2 separate regions of the Rattus norvegicus genome follow, and region 1 is linked to region 2. The links are chromatin contacts, called in public Hi-C maps. All regions are on one chromosome and are shown on one strand. The core of a region is the stretch at or near the end of the contact, and the rest is flanking DNA. Distances in the headings are between cores, read along the strand shown.

Region 1 (5,464 bases), core at 2,926-5,425, 110 kb before region 2:
ACACACACACACACACACACGCTGAATGAATAAATGTAATAAAAATAAAGTAAGTAGCTAAAAGACTTTTTTTGGTTGGTTTTGGGTCTGTACTGAGAATTGAACCCAGAGCTTTGTGCATGATCAGCAAGTTCTCTACTCTCTAGATATATCTTTAAAAACAAAGCAACAGAACAACAACAAGAAGAAGAAATCCTTTTTATGGAGTCCAGCCTTCTCACTCTGTAGCCCAGGCTGCCCTTGAACTTAAAGATCCTCCTGCCTCAGCCACCCGAGTAGCTCAGATTACAGGCTAGAACACCAGGCCTGGCTTAATGATATTTTATGTATCATTACCACAAAGGAATGGTTAAATATGGAAGGAGATAATGTTAATTAGTCTGATTTGATCATTGCATGGTATATAAAAATACCATCAAAAGTGTACTCAGTGGACATACAGTTATTTGTCAATTAAATGCAGAATAATCCCAGCACTCTGGAGGCAGAGGCAGGTGGATCTCTGTGACTTTCAGACTAGCCAAAGCTATATCGTGAGACCTAGCCACGATATCCTAGCCAAAAGATATGGTCCCAAGAATCTCTTTAAAGTGCAGCTTGCTATGGTTGTCACTTCTTAAACATCTCCAACCTTCAGTTTAACCATTTTCCATGTTTGTACTGAGAAGTCACACTTACTAGTGGCTTCTGACTATGTGCCTGTAATCTCTCCAGTGTGTTAGCGTGCCTTCATCAGCTAATCCCCCTGTAACTCCCCTGGCTTCCCAGGCTGATGTCACCTCCATTGTTTTTAGCTCCTTCTTTTGTTTCTGCCACACTGGCCAATCTCGATTGATCGATTGATTGTTGGCTTCTGCAGTGTGTCATACAGGTCATCACTGGGAGGTGAGGAAATGACACAGCTGAGTTCTATACTGTCTGTGTTTGAGCTGAAGAACAGATGGGCAGTAATCAATCACTAAAAGACCTCCCCCTCCCAATAGAGTGTGTGTATGCATGCATGCATGCATGTATGTATGTATGTATGCATGCATATATGTATGTATGTATGCATGCGTGTATGTATGTATGTATGCATGCGTGTATGTATGTATGTATGTATGTATGTATGTATGGCTGTATGGCTGTATGGCTGTCCCGGAACTTACTCTATTGACCAGGTTGTCCTCAAACTCAGAAATCTGCCTGCCTCTCCCTCCCAAATGCTGGGATTAAGGGCGTGTGTCACTAGCAGGCAGCTACTGAAAGGCCATCTCTACACCATACCACCCTGAATGCACCTGATGTTGGAAGCTAAGGAAGAGTCCAGCCCAGCTGGTACTTGGATGGAAGAAATAACTCCTCATAATAAGAGGCCCTGCTTCATGCCCCCTCCCTTCTTTCTTGAGACAGGGTTTCTCTTTATAGCACTGGCTGTCCTGGAACTCACTCTGTAGACCAGGCTGGCCTTGAACTCAGAGATCTGCCTCTGCCTCTCAGAGTACTGGGATTAAAGATGTGTCCCACCACTGCCTGACTGATATATATATATATATATGTGTGTGTGTATGTATGTGTGTGTATAGATATACATACATGTGTATAGATATGCATATATATACACGTGTATAGATATACATATATATATATACATGTGTATAGATATAGACTTATTTATTTATATGAGTACACTGTAGCTATCTTCAGACACACCAGAAGAAGGCACAGATCCCATTACAGGTGGTCGTGAGCCACTGTGTAGTTCCTGGGAATTGAACTCACAACCTGGAAAAGCAGTCAGTGTTCTTAACCCCTGAGTCATCTCTCCAGCCCTCTACATATATTTTAAATCCCATGATACATTGTTAATTCTTGTCCTTCAAATGATCCTTTTTTTTTTAAAGTCAATGTGGATAGAAAGAAGAAAAAGTTTGTATAGTCACAAAATTATCATTTCCAGTTCTGGTTTTTCGGTCTTTAATAGTTATGTACAGATATGTAAGGAATTTTGGTCACTTCTAACCCCCGTTGTTCTCTCTCATCCCCACCTGTTCTTTGGAACTAGTTTACTCCAACTTTGATGTCTTCTGATGTGCGAGAGACCTGCTGAGTTTAATTGTGGTTGCTTAATGAGTATAGATTGGGTGGTTTTTGCTTTTTGTTTTTTAATGCATGAGCAATGTACCAGGGGGTACAGCACAGAAGAAAATTACTGTCAGTAACCATTGGTGTCACATAGCTGCCCAGGAAGCACCCCATGAGCACCTCTTCCACTCTTGAGAAAGCATTGCTAGTCCCAGTCTTGTGCAAGTCTGTGCAGGGCAATCACAGGTCCAGTGAGTCCTCGGTTTAACAGTCGCCTCAGGTCCAGAAGATACTGTTTCAGCCGCCCTCTTTCACACCCTCTGACTCTGCTTTTGAAAGGACTTAGCTCTTCTTCTGATGTCCTTTTTCTTCTACCTGAAGGACTTCTTTTGAGTGGTTGATTTATTTACTTGTTTTCATTAGCGCAGTACAAGTCTGCTCTGATAAGTTCTTCTCATTTTACATGTGTGGCTTTCGCTGTCATTCTTTCTTTTCTTTTTTTTTTTTTTTTTTTTACTTTTTTTTTCAGAGCTGGGGATCGAACCCAGGGCCTTGCGCTTGCTAGGCAAGTGCTCTACCACTGAGCTAAATCCCCAACCCCTAGCTGTCATTCTTGAGAGGATGTTTGCAGCTAGTTTGCTTTTGTGTTATTCCGCTGCCTTCTGCCTTGCTCTGTTCTGAGAGAAGTTCTCATCCCTCGTCATCATCGATCTGGGTGCCATGCATTGTTTTTCTCTAACTGTAGTATATATATTTTAGATTTAATTTTACTTTTAATCCTGTATATGTGTATATGTGGGGAGGGGGTACATGTAAGTGGAGGTGCCCTTAGAGGCTGGAAAAGAGCATCCCTTGGGGCTAAAGTTGCAGGTGGTTGTGAGCCATTCAATGTGGGTACTGGGAACTGAACGTGGGTCCTTTAAAAGAGCAGCAAGCGTCCTTAACCCTTGTGCTATTTCTCCAGCCCTGTCAGTGTCACTTCCAGGATGGTTTCTATTGGTTGATATCTCGGTATGGGTTATTATTTTCTTGCTCCTTTGCAGATTCAGGATTTTTTTTGTTTTGTTTTGTTTTCTGGATGCTGATTGAGTTGAACCTTGTTGCTGCTGGCTATTTCTATAGTCTTATAAATATTTTGTAGCTCTCTGCCCCACCTCCAAGCCACACTGGGATGCAGCTCGGCTACTTAAAAATAGTTTGATATTTCTGGGGCTGGAGAGATGGCTCAGTGGTTAAGAGCACCGACTGCTCTTCCTGAGGTCCTGAGTTCAAATCCCAGCAACCACATGGTGGCTCACAACCATCTGTAATGGGATCTGATGCCCTCTTCTGGTGTGTCTGAAGACAGCTACAGTGTACTCATCTATAATAAATAAATAAAATATTAAAAAAAATAGTTTGATATTTCCAAACAACGTCTTAAAATTAAGACTTGGTCCTGGAAGCCTTTCTTCTTTGGCTAATGCCACTTCCCTGCCAATGCTACACTCTTTACCCAGTGAAAGATTTTGTTGGGGGTGGTGGTCAACAGATTCCCTACTCCTGGTACTGAATGCTGGGTTCCTTCCCTGGCTCCTTCTGAAGGGCTCCACCTTGTCCCTGTCCTTCCATGCACGGATCTGTGCTGGCTTGGATGAAATCCAAGCAAGACTGTAAAAATCCCCTTCATTTCTCCTCTCCCACGACTCATGTGACCATCTGCCTAGCCTCCTTGAAGTCCTCACTTCATCTCTCCCACTTCCAGAGACTTCCAGGCTGGGAATAAGTTTATTCTGTTCTGTAGTCTAGAAGCTCTCTACAGTGATCATGATACCTACAGTCTGGGGGTCTTGATTGCGTTCGTTTCCCTGCAATTAAAGAACTAAAAGGCACACAGGTAGCAGCAGAGAGAACTCACCCACCACAGGCACACAGCAGCAGATATAGAGAAAAAGATTCTACAAAGCTGAAGGAAGACACAGGAAGTGAAAAATTCCAGTCTCTTCTTGAGGGCTGGAGATTTTTTTTTTTTTAAGTCTCTGAAGAGTTTTCCTCCAATAAGTTAGAAGATGGCTGATTGGCCCACAACTATTGAGTAACTTGATCCTGCTTTGAACTTGTTGGCCCAGTCCATCAGCCAGGCCCTTCAAGCAGGAGAAAGGGCCCACAAGGCCTTTGTTTTAAGCTGCCAGACTGTTCTCACAAGTCAGTGAGGGTGAGGAAGAAGCCAGCCCAAGTTCACCACCTAGTCTTGGCGCCTCTCCTATCTGTCCATTTAACTCCCCGTCTCATAGTACTATGGTTTGTCCATAGGTCCCTTCTTGGACTTGCGTGCTCTCAGAGGTGGCTACTCATTTTTAGTCCCGTGGCATTTGACATTGAATATTTCAAAACAATTGTCCCTTCCCTGTCCTGTGTGTGTGTGCGTGTGTGTGTGTGTGTGTGTGTGTGTGTGTGTTGTCTAGCTTCTTAGTCATTTCTGTTCCTATTGCTTCAATGTGTCCAAAACCAACCTAATTCCTCTTCTACTGATACCCTTTACAGGAATACACAAAACAGTTTTTGTAGTTTAGATAGCTTTATTTATTTATTTTTATGTGTACATGTATGTGTATTTTACCTATAGGTCTGTTTATCACGTATGTGCTTGGTGCCTGTAGAGACCAGAAGTGGGTGTCAGATTTCCTGGAGCTAGAGTTACAGAGAGTTATGAGCCACTATGTGGGTGCTGGCTACTGAACCTGGGTCTTCTGGAAGAGCAGCCAGTGCTCTCAACCTTCCTTCTAGCCCCTTAGTTTGGACAGCTCTTAGAAGCATGTTTTCTTTATTCCTCTGGCTGTTTTCACCTTAGGGTGTAACGTGGTCATTGCTTCCCGGAAACTGGACAGATTAACCGCTGCTGTGGATGAACTGAGAGCCTCTCAGCCTCCCTCCAGCAGCACTCAAGTCACCGCCATACAGTGCAATATCAGGAAAGAAGAAGAGGTAAGACAAACATGGCTGCGCAGTGTGCTTACCCAGTGTCCTTTGCTGAAGCGGTGCCTGACCCCTGCTCACTAGAAGGCAGAGCCTGTAAGGACTGATGCCTGTGCTCCCAACTTACTGAGCTGGTGACCTCAGAAGGAGGGAAGCTAAGCAAAAATGTCCTCTCAGCTAGAGACCCTTTAAGGCTATGGTTTTCAACCTTGTAATCCTGTGACCCCTTCATACAGTTCCTCATGCTATGGTGACCCCCGACTATAAAGTTATTTACACTGGTACTCCACAGCTGTAATGTTGCTACAGTTATCAATCAGAATGTTGACATCTGGAATGCAGGATATCTGATATGAGATCCTGTAAAAGGGTTATTGGATGCCCTCCTCCGAAAGAGGTTGTGACCCCAGTTTGATAAACACTGCTGTAAGGCGTTTCTTAATGT
Region 2 (5,628 bases), core at 1,317-3,816:
CTTTAAGGATCCAGGGCACCAGAGATGCCTGTCTGCAGCAGGCGTGGATGCATTGAGAAGCTTCTCACAGTGGTCTTGTGGAGTGAATGAGCTAGTCATTCTCAGAGAGCAAATAAGCAAGAAAAGCAAACATGTTACTTGACTCTTCTTAATATTGTCTGAGGAGAAATGGGCTTCCGTCCATGATGATTACAGAACAGACAAAGGAAGGTGACCAGGGTCTGTGGACCCAGGACAGAGAACTGTATACTTCTTATTTCTTCTAATAACTGCCTGTTATTATAAACGTAAGCAGAAACAACATTATCAGGGCAGTTCTGATAAAGGAAGAGACACAGATTTTTATAGAAAAAAATACTGAGACATTTTCCAAGTTCAGGAAACTGGAATGTGTGACTGCAGTTTAAAAGTATCCAGGGTATTCTATGTGGGGAATTGTGGCACTAGGAAGATTGTTTCCATTTTCCAAAGGAGCTAACTTCTGGGTCTGGGTGTCAGTTCATCTTGCTAACAATGATAGGGAAGGTTCAACTTAGATTTAGTGCCCGAGTCTCTTCCTCAGTTCCTATTCATCTTTCTTTCTTATTTATTTATTTATTTATTTATTTATTTATTTATTTATTTTTGAGATAGTCTTATGATAGAGCTTTGATTAGCCTAGCACTTGCTGCTATGTAGACCAGGCCTGCCTCTGCCTCCCAAGTACTAGGACTAAAGGCATGTACCATCTATGTCTGGCCACCTTATTTATTTATTTGTTTATTTATTTATTTAAGACAAGATTTCTTGTGTAACAGCCCTGGTTGTTCTGGAACTCACTTTGTAGACCAGGCTAGCTTCAAATTCACAGAAGTCCACCCGCCTAATGCCTCCCAAGTGTTACCACCGTCTAGCTTATTTTTATTTATTTATTTATTTTGTTAAGATTGATTTTCTATGTCAAAGTATTTAGGCTACAGTGTACAGGTATTTGGCCAAATATCCTGGGACTGGCAAAGTGGCTCAGTGGGTAAAGTGCGTGAGGATCTGAGTTCAGATCCTCAGCTCCCATATTAAAAGCTGGCCACGGTGGCATTGCCTTCAAAGCTCATCAGTGAGGCGATAGAGATGGAGGATCTCCGGAGCTCAGAGGCCAGCCTCTGCCTGTGTCACTGTTCCCTGGTCTCTGGGTTCGTTGGTAGAGCCTGCCCAACTGTATGTGGTGATGAGGATCTGGACTCAGGGCCTCCGGCATAGGCAGCAAGCATTTTACCCCTCAGCCACCTTCCTGCCTCTGACACATTGTCTTGAGAAGTAAGAATCTGTCCAGTGCCTTGGCAGGGAATAGGGAGGCAAAGTTTAGAACAGAGGCAGAAGGAACACCCATTCAGAGCCTACCCCACATGTGACCCATACATATACAGCCACCAAACTAGATAAGATGGATGAAGCAAAGAAGTGCAGGCCGACAGGAACCGGATGTAGATCTCTCCTGAGAGACACAGCCAGAATACAGCAAATACAGAGGCGAATGCCAGCAGCAAACCACTGAACCGAGAACGGGATCCCCGTTGACGGAATCAGAGAAAGGACTGAAAGAGCTTGAAGGGGCTCGAGACCCCATATGAACAACAATGCCAAGCAACCAGAGTTTCCAGGGACTAAGCCACTACCCAAAGACTATACATGGACTGACCCTGGGCTCCAACCTCATAGGCAGCAATGAATAGCTTAGTAAGAGCACCAGTGGAAGGGGAAGCCCTTGGTCCTGCTAAGACTGAACCCCCAGTGAACGTGATTGTTGGGGGGAGGGCGGTAATGGGGGGAGGATGGGGAGGGGAACACCCATATAGAAGGGAGGGGGAGGGGCTAGGGGGATGTTGGCCTGGAAACCGGGAAGGGGAATAACAATCAAAATGTAAATAAGAAATACTCAAGTTAATAAAGAAAAAAAAAAGAATCTGTCCAGTGAAGGTACAGGTCAGTATTTCACAAATGGCTCGCAGTAGGTGGCGTGTGTCTTGACCAGCAGTGAGGAGGGTTTGTGGATGGATACATCTGGGAAAGGTTGTCTGGTTGCCGGGTGGTTAGGTGAGGACATCTCATCTGCGTGGGTAGATACTGCTGATCAGCGGAGGCTTACATTCCTCTGACTTTGTCATTTTCTTACTGCGTGGATACAATTCAGGTGTGTTACCTCGTAGCAATAGGCTTCACTTAAGGAAAATTTTCTCCTCATTATCTTATAACATGGTCTCTGACGATTGTTTTACCCCATGCCTTTCTGAATGGATTCGCTTTGCTTTAGCCAGAGTGTTCTGGAAATGGGCGGAGATGGGGGAGGATGTGTATTTAGGAGTGGCCAAAGCAGGCTCTGTGGAACTCCTCCAAGTGGACTGACTTGAGTGTGCATGAAGCCGTGGGTCACATCTGTGTTCGAGGCGTTACATCAGTCTTCCAAAGCCAGCTGTTTACTCCAGAGCTTTACCCTAGCCCTTTCCCTCGCTCTGTCCTTGTAAACATTCCTGCCCTGACTCCTGCTCTCTGTCAGTCTTGCTTCTCTTAGAATAAATGAAATTGGCTCTTAATTGCATGGACTCCAGAAAGCCTTGGGCTCTGATTCACTGGGACTTCCTGATGTCGATCTGACTCAGCTGTGGGAGTACGCAAAAGAGCCGCACGCTTGTTTGATGGCTTTGATTGCATCTGGGTGGGAAATAGGAGGTCGTTCAGTTCTGGAGGGGGTGGAGAGCTGCTCCTCAGCCTTCAGGTCCCCAGGGTGCTGGGGAAGGGGATCATCAGGGTACAGGACTCATGGACTCCTGTTGATGTATTGTCAGATCTCCTGGTTCCGGTCGCACACTGCACGGCCAGTACTAGCAACCCGTGGTCCCAGTGCCACAAGGTAATTGTTCCGAGTGCTGGTTTGGCTGTGCCACTTTTGTGGTTGTGCAGTTTAAGAGTCAGTTCCTGTAGCTAATGAATACCAGCTAATGAATGCACAGATAATTGCCGAGTTTAATTATGAATCAGGTGCGGAAAGGTCACACCCAGCTTTTTTACTAGTTTATTGTCATTGCTATCAGAGCACTTCTGTGGACCTGAGCTAAGAGGAGCTTAGCTCTTCCTCCCCTGAGCCTTGTGTTTTGTTGTGAGCAGCTCCCAGCATGCAGAAGTGTGCCTTGGGAACACAGGTTGCTAGTACTGGCTGTGCAGTGTGTGACTTGGAACCAGGAGTTCTGACACCCTCGATGATTTCCCAGGCCCAGGTACCGGGCCAGCGATCCCAGGCAGGTGTGGTAGACGCAGCCTTCTCTACAGCCACCGAACCTTTTCTGTTCAGTTGTCCAACTGAATGTGATTCTGTTTCTTCTGTCCTCATTTTTACCCTGAGTTCCTTTTTTCTCCCCTGCCCCCAGCTTCAGTGGACGGTGCCAGAGAAAATATTGAAAATGGGTGCAAAAGGGTAAATCTAGATGTCCCTTGAGGACACGACCTTCTTAGCTGTTTGCTCTGGTCTTTTTCCAAGCAACCACATAAACTTTGGGGGACTCCAAGGAGCTCTAGGAGTGGGGATGGCAGAGGCTTGCCAGAAAAAGAGGACTCGAGACTATGGGCTGGGTAGGGATCTGGTGTTTCAATCCAGGCTTGATAGCCTGAAAAAAAAAAAAAAAGGAAAATACTTTATCATATTATACTGAGTATGCTCTTTTTGTGCATAAAGTTGGTAAGTCTCAGTATTTTTTCTCTCCCGGTGTGTGTGTGTGTGTGTGTGTGTTTGTGTGTGTGTATGTGTGTGTATGTATGTCTGTGTGTATGTGTGTGTGTGCGCGCTGTGTGTTTATGTGTGTGTGTATGTGTGCTGTGTATGTGTGTGTGTATGTGTGTGTGTGTTTGTGTGTGTGTGCTGTGTGTGTTTGTGTGTGTGTGCTGTGTGTGTATGTGTGTGTGTGCTGTGTGTGTATGTGTGTATGTGTGTGTATGTGTATGTGTATGTGTGTATATGTGTGTGTGTGTGTGTGTGTGCTCTGTGTGTGTGTGTATGTGTGTGTGTGTATGTGTGTGTGTGTGTGTGTGTGTGTGTGTGTGTGTGTGTGTGTGTGCGTGCTGTGTGTGCAGTCTGATTCATTGCTTCTTTGCGTCCCCAGGCAGAGGTTTGGAAGGAATGGGTTATATGAAGGGGCTGAAGCAGAGTCTTTGAAGTAGGATTGCCCTACCCTCTTGTGATCAAAAAGGGGAGTGTCCTCTGCATGCAAAGTTGTCACTTTCATAATCTTTAGGGAATTCTCCTGTCTTACCTCTCCAGGGTGTTTGTCACGTCATCCTTTGACTGTATCTTTGGCTCAGTACAAAGCACGCACAGTTCTCCCAACAAGGACTACAACCTTGGTTTTTTTGTTTTTGTTCCCTCTCAGCTTTCTATCCAAGTGTCCACTTGCTTTGTGTAGGCTTAGCTCAACTGGGAGTTTAATAAAGCAGATGTTAGGAGGAATTCTGCTGGGGGTGGGGGGATGAATTCAACCTGCAGTGCAATTTTATTAAGCATTCATTTCCTATCTATCTATCTATCTATCTATCTATCTATCTATCTATCTATCTATCTATCTGTGTATGGGGGCCTCACACATGTGGATGCCATGGAACACGTGTGGAAGCCAGAGGACAATCTCTAGGATCGGTTCTCTCTTTCCGTCATATGGGTACCGTGGGTTAAACTCAGGTTGGCAGCAACCGTTTTTACACACTGGAGACATCTCACTAGCCCCAAAGCATTAATTTCTTAAAATTTAATTATTTTTTATTTACTGATTTTGTGATTTGATAATTTCATACACATGTACATATACATAATATATTGTTTACTTTCCCCTCCGTCCCTCCTTCCTCTTCTCAATTCATTACTTTATGGGTTTTTTTTGTGTGTGTGATTTATAGTTTAATCAGGGCCATTGTGTAACCGTTGGATTGGCGTTCTCTCTTGAGACCTAGTGGGATCATCGATGTTTATGTAGTGGAAGGCAGTGAATCTGCCTGAATCTAATGCCACCAGAGTGAGCACTGAGTGCTAGCTTCCTCCGTATCTCCTCATCCATATCTGAGTGTTGCTGAGCCTAATCTTGTGTACGCCCTGTGCGGTATCCAAAACTGGCTGAGTTTGTGATTGGGGTAAGTGTCTTTTGCCCTAAAGATGTCATTGTATAGCCTGTCTCGTTTCTTTTTCCAGCTCTTAATTTCTTCTGTCCCCCTCTCAGTGTTCCCTGAGCCTGTGCGAGATGGTATAAATGACTCCGGGCTGCTACTTTACAGTTTTGAGAGCAGAGACTGAACCCATCCATAGTCGTATGTGATGTGAAGGACCTGATCTCAGTGCTTTCCTGCTCCGCTGCCAGCCGCACCCACGGGAAAGGTTCCCCTGACTTGAGGACTTCCTTGGATTAAAGTAGAAACAGCATCACCACCTTCTGAACCCTGCCAGAAGCTTGGGATCCAGGATTCCCTGGGACAGAGACAAAGTCCTGAGGTTGGAGGCCAAGGCACCGAGCACAGACAGTTAGCACCTGACCGGTCTCAGAGGTGGTGAGGGAAGACTGTGGATGACACCCGGGGATGCCCAGAATGCCTTTCCCATCTGATAGGCAATGCAGGGAA

What was found. Hi-C and Micro-C count contacts between places; a contact is called where the count stands out from the background.
Region 1: a contact with region 2 is called in a Hi-C map of liver, with 2.2 times the contacts expected there. The contact joins two enhancer-like sites. A contact is called at or near these places in 2 of 12 Hi-C or Micro-C datasets (both in liver).

The regions. Positions count from the first base shown.
Region 1 is chr9:81,367,277-81,372,740 of GRCr8, reverse strand. It overlaps Pecr (peroxisomal trans-2-enoyl-CoA reductase), which reads left to right. Exons shown (of 8, transcript NM_133299.2): 2 at 4,895-5,028. Among named protein-coding and RNA genes, the nearest start is that of Pecr, 5.8 kb to the left of the region's middle. Within about 2 kb of position 4,175, at least 2 of the 93 cell types and tissues checked have an H3K27ac peak or open chromatin away from gene starts, as enhancers often do. A contact at or near this core is called in liver, where this site is marked.
Region 2 is chr9:81,255,484-81,261,111 of GRCr8, reverse strand. The region is part of intron 2 of Mreg (melanoregulin); the gene reads left to right. Among named protein-coding and RNA genes, the nearest start is that of Mreg, 33 kb to the left of the region's middle. Within about 2 kb of position 2,566, at least 6 of the 93 cell types and tissues checked have an H3K27ac peak or open chromatin away from gene starts, as enhancers often do. A contact at or near this core is called in liver, where this site is marked.